Linked DNA regions of Mus musculus: regions 1 and 2 are each linked to region 3. The links are chromatin contacts, called in public HiChIP or PLAC-seq and promoter capture Hi-C maps. All regions are on one chromosome and are shown on one strand. Each heading gives the region's core, a stretch centred on a gene start, on an enhancer-like site or on the middle of the called end of the contact. The rest is flanking DNA. Distances are from core to core; before and after follow the strand shown.

What was found. Promoter capture Hi-C pulls out the DNA fragments that hold promoters and counts their contacts. HiChIP or PLAC-seq counts read pairs in DNA pulled down with a chosen protein or histone mark.
Region 1: a contact with region 3 is called in an H3K4me3 HiChIP or PLAC-seq map of stem cell-derived neural progenitor cells, with 2.7 times the contacts expected there. The contact joins the enhancer-like site here to the promoter of Ripor1 in region 3. A contact is called at or near these places in 4 of 39 promoter capture datasets (the C10 cell line, cranial neural crest, embryonic stem cells and 1 more), 5 of 15 datasets of contacts at CTCF or cohesin (the G1E-ER4 cell line, embryonic stem cells, large pre-B cells and 2 more), 11 of 484 Hi-C or Micro-C datasets (B cells, CD4 T cells, ECoMG myeloid progenitors and 6 more), 15 of 115 datasets of contacts at active chromatin or transcription factors (the 230-238 cell line, the SCID.adh cell line, acute myeloid leukemia and 9 more) and 3 of 9 other capture datasets (adipose tissue, embryonic stem cells and liver).
Region 2: a promoter capture Hi-C map of embryonic stem cells shows a contact between it and region 3. The contact joins the promoter of Tsnaxip1 here to the promoter of Ripor1 in region 3. A contact is called at or near these places in 13 of 39 promoter capture datasets (the C10 cell line, the HPC-7 cell line, cranial neural crest and 7 more), 1 of 15 datasets of contacts at CTCF or cohesin (large pre-B cells), 7 of 484 Hi-C or Micro-C datasets (the C2C12 cell line, CD8 T cells, double positive thymocytes and 4 more), 16 of 115 datasets of contacts at active chromatin or transcription factors (the 230-238 cell line, the SCID.adh cell line, astrocytes and 10 more) and 4 of 9 other capture datasets (adipose tissue, liver, macrophages and 1 more).

What each region holds. Positions count from the first base shown.
Region 1 is chr8:105,798,055-105,801,206 of GRCm38.p6, reverse strand. The region is part of intron 3 of Ranbp10 (RAN binding protein 10); the gene reads left to right. Among named protein-coding and RNA genes, the nearest start is that of Ranbp10, 28 kb to the left of the region's middle. Within about 2 kb of position 1,531, at least 94 of the 459 cell types and tissues checked have an H3K27ac peak or open chromatin away from gene starts, as enhancers often do. A contact at or near this core is called in the G1E-ER4 cell line, adipose tissue, embryonic stem cells and 3 more, where this site is marked.
Region 2 is chr8:105,826,323-105,829,483 of GRCm38.p6, reverse strand. Tsnaxip1 (translin-associated factor X (Tsnax) interacting protein 1) reads right to left here and starts at 1,740. Exons shown (of 16, transcript NM_024445.4): 1 at 1,657-1,740. The coding sequence starts at 1,697. It overlaps Ranbp10 (RAN binding protein 10), which reads left to right and starts at 2,276. Exons shown (of 14, transcript NM_145824.5): 1 at 2,276-2,534. The coding sequence starts at 2,300.
Region 3 is chr8:105,603,502-105,606,825 of GRCm38.p6, reverse strand. It overlaps Ripor1 (RHO family interacting cell polarization regulator 1), which reads right to left and starts at 1,597. Exons shown (of 22, transcript NM_001081241.2): 1 at 1,476-1,597.

The DNA.
Region 1 (3,152 bases), core at 282-2,781, 190 kb before region 3:
GGTTTTTTTTTTCACCCGAAAGATTTATTTATTATATGTAAATACACTGTAACTGTTTTCAGACACTTCAGAAGAAGGCATCAGATCTCATTATGGGTGGTTCTGAGCCACCATGTGGTTGCTGGGATTTGAACTCAGGACCTTTGGAAGAGCAGTCAGTGCTCTTACCCGCTAAGCCTCCTCGCCAGCCCGAATGTTTTTGTTTTAATCCAAGTTATGAGATATGGACTGCTTCAGATTGTCCGCAGCAGGTGACTATGATTTGCCTAGTGATTTTTGCCAGCTGGAGATAGTACTGTGACTGTGACATTTGGAATTCTGGGGACTTTTCAGAGGGCATATAAATGCTAGAGCCTTGAGAGGCAGAGTCAGTTGGTGGGTTGTTGGTTGCTGTCGGTTGTAGTTTAAGTAGTGGTGCAAAAAGAAGAAACAACAAGAAGAAATTAGATATCCTGACTGTAAAGATCAAACTTGCCCCAAGGAACTCAACGCCCCTAATCAGCAGGAAGTCTAACAATAGCCCCCCTTCCTGACCCCGACTTTATTCAGGGATCTCTTTCTTTTCTCCATATCCTTTTTTCTCTCTTATCTAGGTTTAAGGGGTTGAAAGGTGGGAGAAAAAGGGTGGAGGGAAGAAGAACCCACAGGTAGGGAAATCTCGCTACAACATACATCCCTTCTTCCAATCCACCACACACATAGAAACAAGACAATGTGAAACAACAAAGCAAAGCAAAGCAAAGCAAACCACCTACGAGTCAGTACATTTTAGAGAAAGTCATTTTTGTTTTGTTTTGAGGGTTGTTTGGGTGAGAAATCAAAGCTTGTTGGGTTTGTGAGTGTGGGGTTTGCCCCTAACATGTGGTAAGGGCCTTTTGTGCTTTTGTTTGCAGGTCACCTGGAGATGGGTGTATGGATTATGCTCAATACGGAGGGAGGACTAGAAAGTGGGGCTTAGTCACTTCTTTCTGGGGAGCCATGGATATCCAGGTACCCGTGGGGAGTCACAGGAAAGTACAAGAACCTCACCAGGGCTGGGTGTGCTGGCACACATCTGTCAGGAACCGGAGGCTGGAAGCTTGTGAGTTCTCAACCAGCTTAGGCCCTTTAGTAAAATGCACTTTGCCGGGCGGTGGTGGCGCACGCCTTTAATCTCGGCACTTGTGAGGCAGAGGCAGGCAGGCGGATTTCTGAGTTCGAGGCCAGCCTGGTCTACAGAGTGAGTTCCAGGACAGCCAGGACTACACAGAGAAACACTGCCTCGGAAAAAAAAAAAAAAAAAAAACCAAAACCAAAACAAACAAATAAACAAACAAAAATTTTGCTCTTCAATTTAAAAACAAATAGTCAGGTGTGATGGCTCTTGCGTTCATCTCAGGAGAGAAAGATCTCTTGAAGCCAGCTTGGGCTATGTAAGTGAAACTCTGTTTTAGACAAACAGAAATACCTTCAGCATGGATAAGAACTGTGATCTGAGGGGTGCACTGAGCGCTCCGGCTGGTTGGAGGAGTTAGGTGCCCTCCCTCCTCATGTTCTGGCAACTCGCCTGGAATTGCTGGGTGGGGTCAGTGTCAAGCTGCCGCTTCAGCATTTATAAGTGGTAGCAGCAATACTCTTTCATCCTGAAAGAGGCCACTAGAATGAAAAGGATCACCCTTGATCCTGGGCCAAGGAGGCCCTAGAGGTTGGCCCCTGTGGGCTAGCTTTTCCAGTGTTGCAGGGAAACTTGTCAGGGCACGTGCCCTCATCTTCTTGGAGGTCTGTCTTCTCTAGACAGGCTGTGGGTGTCAAGTTGCCTTGCTCCCTTTGTTGTGGAGCTTCTGGGGAAGCAGCACCAGGTCTGTTTCCACAGGAAGCTTGGGAAGCTTTCCTTGTTTCCATTATAGCATTGTGTGAACAGAATTTTCCTTGACCCTCGCCCCCCAGGCCCTTTGCTCTTGGGGCTGTAGATAACCAAGTGGCCTCGTGTTCTAGGCTGTCTGTTCTTGGTGCTTTATGGGGGGTGTCTCATTCATTGTAACCCAATAATGCATCGTGCACATACTCTGTGATGGGCACTGAGTGTAGCCCTGAGGTAACTAGTCTCCCCTTCTGTGAAACTTGCCCAGTAGGGGAGAAACATGTAGTTGAGAACCCCACATTGGGCATCCGTGCTTTGAAGGGACTGATCAGGGCGGGATGAGTCAGGCCAGGGTTGTGAGATGACACGTGGTAAGGGGAGGTCAGATGGGGAAGAAAGCTGTAGGTAGAATAAAGATCCTGATAGAAGAGGTACAGAATTGCTGAGGTGTAAGAGGATGACTGGAGGCCAGTGGGACTGGGTTGTACGGTTGGCAGGGTCCAGTAGGGCGTGTGGATTGTCTTGGGTGTTTTGAGGAAGCCACAGTACAGGTTGGAAGGACAGCAACAGCTACAAGGGGACCAGTTAGAACCTGTCTCAGTGGCCCGGAACTTCATGAAGTGACCTGGACAGAATTCCTGGGGGAGAGATGGAAGCGGCTAGCTCTTTGGGAGGTGACTGAGCAAGCCCTAGTGCTTAGAGCAGTGGACAGTTGGACTGTAAGCTGTTTGTTTATCTCCAGAGAGTTGCTGACCATTGCTTGTAAAAATGAAGTTTGGGGTTGCAACTTACTTGGCAGAGTGTTTACCTGGCGTGTAAAGTTTCAATCCCTGGCACTGCAGAAGCCCACACATGGAGGATAGTTATGCAGCCTCTAATCCTTGCTCGCTGGGAGGGAGCAAATCAGTCAGAAAGTTCGGGTTTTCTTGGCTCTTTGGTGAGTTTTGAGGCAGTCTGAGCTATATGAGAGCTATGTGAGACACTGACTCAAATTTTTATTTTAACTTTTTTGTTTGTTTGTTTGGGTTTTTTGTTTTGTTTTTCGAGATGGTTTCTCTGTATAGCTCTGGCTGTCCTGGAACTCACTTTGTAGACCAGGCTGGCCTCAAACTCAGAAATCAGCCTGCCTCTGCCTCCCGAGTGCTGGGATTAAAGGTGTGCACCACCACTGCCCGGCTGTTTTGTTGTTGTTGTTGTTGTTTTGTTTTTTGTTAACTTTTTTATTTGTGTTTTTGAAGACAGGGTTTCTCAGTATAGTTCTGGTTATCCTGGAACTCAAGTTATAGATCAGGCTGGCCTTGAACTCATAGAT
Region 2 (3,161 bases), core at 491-2,990, 220 kb before region 3:
TTGAATTCAGAGATTCTCGTGCCCCTGCCTTCCAAGTGCCATGTGCCACTACTGCCCATCTAGGCTCCCATTTTTATTTATTTATTTATTTATTTAAACATTTATTTTATGAGTACACTGTAGCTGTCTTCAGACACACCAGAAGAGGGCATCAGATCTCATGACAGATGGTTGTGAACCACCATGGGGTTGCTGGGAATTGAACTCAGGACCTCTGGAAGAGCAGTCAGTGCTCTTAACCACTGAGCCATCTCTCCAGCCCCCTTGACTCCTTTTTTTTTTTTTTTTTTTTTTTTGGTTTTTCAAGAGAGGGTTTCTCTGTATAGTCCTGGCTGTCTTGGAACTCACTCTGTAACTCTGTAGACCAGGCTGGCCTCGAACTCAGAAATCTGCCTGCCTCTGCCTCCCAAGTGCTGGGTTCAAAGGCGTGCGCCATCACCACACAACCTAGACTCCTATTTTTTAAAAAGTGATTTAACACCAAACCTCAAGGAGGAATGCAAAATATTTACATTTATATCTCAATGGTGGTGAAAACTCGGTGTTATAAATGGCTGCAGGCAATGTGTGCTCAGGAGAATTTCCTAGTATTGAATGACCTTCACAGACAACCCATTAAAGTAGCAAGCAGGGATATGAGAACAAAGGGAGAAAAGCCCATACATAGGAGGAGAAACATTCTCCAAGGAAATATAAAACTCTAAGGTCTCTTTTATCAGGTTCTGCTTACATTCTACTGTGCTAAGCTCTGATCTGTCCATCTTGTTGACCCTCTCTAACGTCTGAGGGAGAAAACCCACACTGCATCTCTATAAGGGAAACAGTGTGTCACTACATGAACTGTGAATTAATATGTCACATAACCATCAAACTCAGCTTATAAAAACTACATTGTGCTCCCTTCCTAATGAATGAAGATTCTGAGTCTGTTTCATATTCTGTGTGTTGCTGGGGATCAAACCAGGTCCTGGCATGTTCTAGCTACAGCCCCAGCCCTATTACATATTTTTTCATAGACAGTAATTTTCCTGGATTATGCCTTTGATGGGAAACAGTTGTCTCTTTCAACCTGCTGCTGCCTGTTTCTCGGAGACTTTTTTTTTCCTTCAGGGACAATCATAACATTGGTATTTTCTGTCCTTGGAACCTCTGTAGGCTTATTATTATTATTTTAATTCATTTATTTTAAGATGGGTCTCTCCATATAGCCCTGACTGTCCTGCAACTCTCACTGTTCAACAGGCTGTCCTTTTGTAGCCTTTTTCTACCAAGGCAGCAGACCTTGAAAGATTAGAGTTGAGAATGAAATCACCTCTCTCGCCCTTCTTCCACTACTGGGAATGAGCAGGTGGGAAACTGAATGCTTCTTATAAACAGGAGTTGTGAGAATTTCACATATAATTATAATAAGGCACTTCGTTTTTTAGTGTCTAGCTAAGATCATCTATCTACGATAAAGTACACCTGCACTTTTGGCAGCTTGTAACGTTCTTACTGGACTGACGAGTCAGCCCCAATTCTATTACAACTGTATCGCTGATTCTGCGGCGCTGAAGTCCTACCCAAAGAACAGACAGTGCAGCGATCGGAATCAGTGTCATTTTTCTTTTTGGAAATATTCAAGTCTTCCCCGCCCTCAGCCCGGCCAGGTGCTACCTTGGCTTGGAGAAACTTTTACGCTCCTGTAGGTTGGCCATGACTTTGGAGCAGATGCAGGATTGAGCCGTTGCGGTAGTGTACAGTCCGTTGCCATAGGGACCAGACCCCAGCAGCCTCTGCGTTGAGGGCGGGCTCACAGTTGAGCCACGCCTCCAGCCCCCGCCCCCGTGAGCACTCTGGAGAAAGGCCAAGCAGTAAAAGTAGACCTGGAGCTGGGGATGGGGTATTCTGAGAACCAGTCAATACAGCAAATTTGATATTAGCTACAGAACTGAGGCAGAAGAATAAAGTGAGACCGTGGACGAGGAAGGCGAGCTTCGAGGTCTGGCCACTTGGCCAGTCGGGAATGGTAGTTCTCAGTGGTTCGGAGTCTTCGTTGTACTGGCTTGTGAGTGAGCAGTGATGTACTACATCTTCCGAAGTTCTCCAGGAACCCTCGTTGGCCGGCTTCTACAGCGCTATGCATTGTGGGATATGTAGTCTAAATCTGGCGAAGTATAGTAGTGTCCAGAGAAAGGTTGCCGGGACTCGGACTCAGTTTCCCTACGACCCTGGGATGCTCACGGCCCATTGGCTGAGCAAGGCAAATCTGGTTGCACTCCTCCCCGCCCCCAGTGACACAATAGCAGCTCCCTCCAAGATGGCGGCGGCGACGGCAGACCCGGGAGCTGGGAACCCGCAGGCTGGGGACTCCTCCGGTGGGGACTCCGGGGGCGGGCTACCGTCACCTGGAGAGCAGGAACTGAGTCGGCGCCTGCAGCGCTTGTACCCTGCGGTTAATCAGCACGAGACGCCGCTGCCGCGCTCCTGGAGCCCCAAGGACAAGTACAACTACATCGGCCTCTCCCAGGGAAACCTCCGTGTCCATTACAAAGGTATCAGCGGGTCTGGCCGCTGGGAGACAAGTTTACTGCGTCTGCAGGGAGGCTGTGCCCATTTTCCCTTTCTTTGCCCGGGTTTTCTGAGAGTTGGGCCTTAGCCCAGCGGAACGTCCAGAGTAGAGGGGTTGGTCAGGCCGGGGTTTACCCTGCTTCCTTTGCTCTGTTCCTAAATATTAGACTCAGAGACAACTGCATTAAATGTCCAAAACTAGACAGGACCTTCCACTTCAGGGCCACCCTTCTTTCCTGAGCTGGCTCCAATTTATGCTAGGCCCTTTACCACGGCTTAGTTTCAGTCTTTTTTTTGCAAAAAGAGGTGGTAACATTGCCACAGTAAGTGCATGGGCTGCCTGGCTGCCAGTCATCCCGGGACTGGGCTAGGCGCTGTGTGCTAAAGTTGTTGTTGGTGACTTCCATTTTTGCCACTTCCTTCCCCTGGGCTCCAGGCTGGGCTGTTTGGATTCTGGAGAGACGGACAACAGTATTCAGTGTCTCTCACACACTTCTGTTGCCTGTATCTACCTTGTTTTGTTTGTTGTGGAGGACAATATCTCTGTCAGGACTGTTGGTCTGGGGTGGAGATGATCTAAAGGCGGGAGGCTTAAGTGTTTACTCAGTTGT
Region 3 (3,324 bases), core at 348-2,847:
AGTTGCTGACGTCATCTGGCAGCCGCCAACCAGAACTGCCACTGAAAAGGGGAGGGGGGCCTGCTATGGCCTAAGACCCCCACCCCACCCCGGAACCGGGTGGAGACTACTTAGTGGCCTCACTTCCTGCCAGCCTCCTCCCTGGTCAGCTGGTCACATTCCCTGTCCCGCCGCGTTCTGGGAGCTGGACAGCCTCCCCCGGCTAGGTCTGGCTAGGTCGCGAGTCCCAGCGGTGGCGGATTGGGAACGCTCTGACTCACTCTCGCCCTCCTCGCCTGGTTTTCCACCTAGGCAGATCCTAGTCCAAACGCCTTGTGCGCTCCCCTCCCTCCCACCCAAACCCAGGCCCAGGGACTGCTCATCTCGCTCTGCTGCCCACAGGGCCCAGGACTGTGTGGGAGGTAGACGAGGGAGCCTTGGCAGTCCTTGTCCGGCTGTAGTGCTCCCAACCCCCACTGTCAATACTAGAGAGGTGGATAGTGAATTCTTGCTTCTTCCCAACCCAGCTGTGTGACCTTGAAAATGCTGCTAACCTCTCTGGCCCAGTATTTACATCTGCCAGATGGTCATACACCTTCTCAGAAGGCTGCATGTCAGTCGAATGTGCAGGTCCAAGACGCACGCAGCCACATAGACGGTGGCCAGGACACCGTTATTATTGTATTAGATTTTACACACGAGACCAGCCTGCACGCACATCAGAAATGATTTGGAAGGGCCGGTAAGAGAGGTCACACTCAGACTTAACTTAAGATAGGAGGACAGAGGGTCCTAAAAGCTGACATAGCCGGGGCTCTAGCCCTGGTTGAACAACCCCTTCCCCAAACCAGTTCTACAGGATGCTTAGTTCTGACTGTTTGCTGAGTCCCCATAGCAGCTTCCATTTCCAGGGACAGGGTCTGTCGACCGCCGCCAAAACGACCTTCTCCAGCTTCAGCTTCGGTTTGGGTGGAGAGTGTGGCCTCGGGCAAATTCAGTCTTCAGTCACCTCGGGCCTGGCCCCAAAGCAGCTTAGGTCGACCAGGGCCAGGAACACTAGCTAGCTCATCTAGGGGGTCTCCTGCACCCTGTCGCCCCGTTCCCATTCCCAGATCAGCCTCTGCCGCACCGCAGGCTCCAGGATAAAGCCAATCCCAGGCCCAGAAAGGCGTCTCAGGCTCGCCCTCGGGCCTGCCCACAGTGGAGCCCCGGGGCACTGCCGTGGCGGCCTGGGCGCGGAAGGGAAGGGAGGAGGCGGCGGGCGCGGCAGAGCCGGAGGCGGCGGCTTTTGTGGGGCGAAGCTGCGTTCTCCGTGCCCGGGGTGGGGGTGGGGGTGGGGAGAAAAGACACGGCGCGATCCGGGTCGCGAGAACGGGGTGAGGCGGGACCCGGTCGCAAGTCCGGGAGCCGATGGGCGGCGCGGGTGCAGGACGCACGGGATCCACAGCTCGCCCCTTCTCCCCGCCACGGCCTTAGGAAACGGCGCGGACACTCACATGGCTGCGCTGGGCTGCAAGGACCTCGCGCTGTCGGTACTCTCGGCGTTGCCCGGCCTGCTCGCGCTGCAGCTGCCGCTGTCGCCGCGGCCGGCGCCTGCCCCTCCCTCCTCTCCGCCGCCCCGCCCCGCCCCTCTGGGCCCCACCTCCTGCGCTCCCCTCCGGCTCCCGCACCCCGAAGGGGCGCCCACAGCTCGCTCCGCCTTCGCGAGTTACCCGGCAGAGTGGTCTGCCTACCGTGTCAACCAGCTTGTGGAAAGGGAGAGCGAAGGGAGAGCGAAGGTGTCTGCGGGAACCGGACAGCTTCCTGGGAACTGCATGCAGACCTTAAATCTGGGGTAGGGGGCGCTAGGGAACCCCTCCTACTTGCCTCTTACCCAGATCTCTGCAGCTCTAAAGACCTCAGGCTCCCTTCCTGTCACCATAAACAGGTTCTTGGAGCTGACACGGAAAGTTGGGGTGGTTGGAGGAAGTGCTTAGGGTCTGGAGAGGCTTAGATAAGGGAACCAGAATCTGGCCTAACCGTCGCACACCTTCTGGGTTGAAGTTCTGCCCCTCATCCCTTCCCACTTTTTCAGCCAGCCTCAGTTTCCCGCTGTAGGATCAGAGAGCCTTTTCGACAACGTCTTCCTTATAAATAGGGCTCATAGCTAGGCCAGGCAAGCGTGTAACCACTCAGCGGGTACTGCTTTCTGGGGAGTTACAGATTTTGTTTCTGGGATATAAGTGACTAACCTGGTAAGGTCTGGGTATGCGTACTGGGAACATACATTGGCCATGGGGGTCAAAGGCAAAAATGAGTTATGGTGTAACAGAGAGCTGGCCTGACCAACAAGCTGACTCCAATCCCCTACCCCTCCCATTATTAACCAGATGCTATTAGCTCTCTCCAACCCCCTGTCCCTATCCTCCACCTCTTGGCGTTCCTGTTTCCTGCAACATCTCATCTTTTGAGGTAGGTCAGGCATACTCAGGGGTGGTCTGATGGATTTTAAGAGGTGCCTGAATTTCTGAGCCTGACACTGATCCTGAGCGTAGGTCTCAACAACCCGATATGGTAGGATTCTGGAATACCAACATCTTCATCCCCCTAGGCTCTTTCCAGAGACACCCTCAGCCTCTTTCTCAACCCTCCAGGCTTTTCCCCCAGAACACTTGCTTGTTCCAGAGCCCTGGATGCCCTTGTGAATGCCCCCATCCCTTTCCCAGGATTTTTTTTTCTTTTAAACACAGGGTCTAACACTATGTAGCCCTGGCTGTTCTGGAACTCTCTCTGTAGAGCAGGCTGGCCTCAAACACCCAGAGATCACCCAGAGATCTACCTGCCTCTGCCTCCCAAGTGCTGGGATTAAAGGCATGCGCCACCACTGCCGGGCTCTTTTTTTTTATTTTTTATTTAATTTATTTAGTTTTATTTTATGTGCATTGGTGTTTTGCCTGCATGTATATCTGTGTGAGGATGTCAGATCCCCTGGTACTGGAATTACAATTGTGAGTGATTGGCCTGTGGGTGCTGGGAATTGAATCCAGGTTCTCTGGAAAAAACAGCCAATGTTTTGAACTGCGGAGCCATCTCTCCAGACCCCCCTCCCCAGAACTCTCAAAACTTGTCGTCCCTGGACCTCTGGCTAGCTCTAAAGCTTCCCCCTTCAGCAAAAGATTCTTCAAGTACTTTTTCGGCAGATGACCTCTTCTCTTTTTTTCTCGGTCAAGTTTCTGACCAACTCCTCTCAGACCTTGAATCAGGACCAGGTAGCAAGCAAGCCACCTGCATGTAGGGAGGGGCCCTGTGCGTGAGTTAAGGAATCTGACTGTGGTATCTAAGCATTTTAGTGCAGAGATCAACACT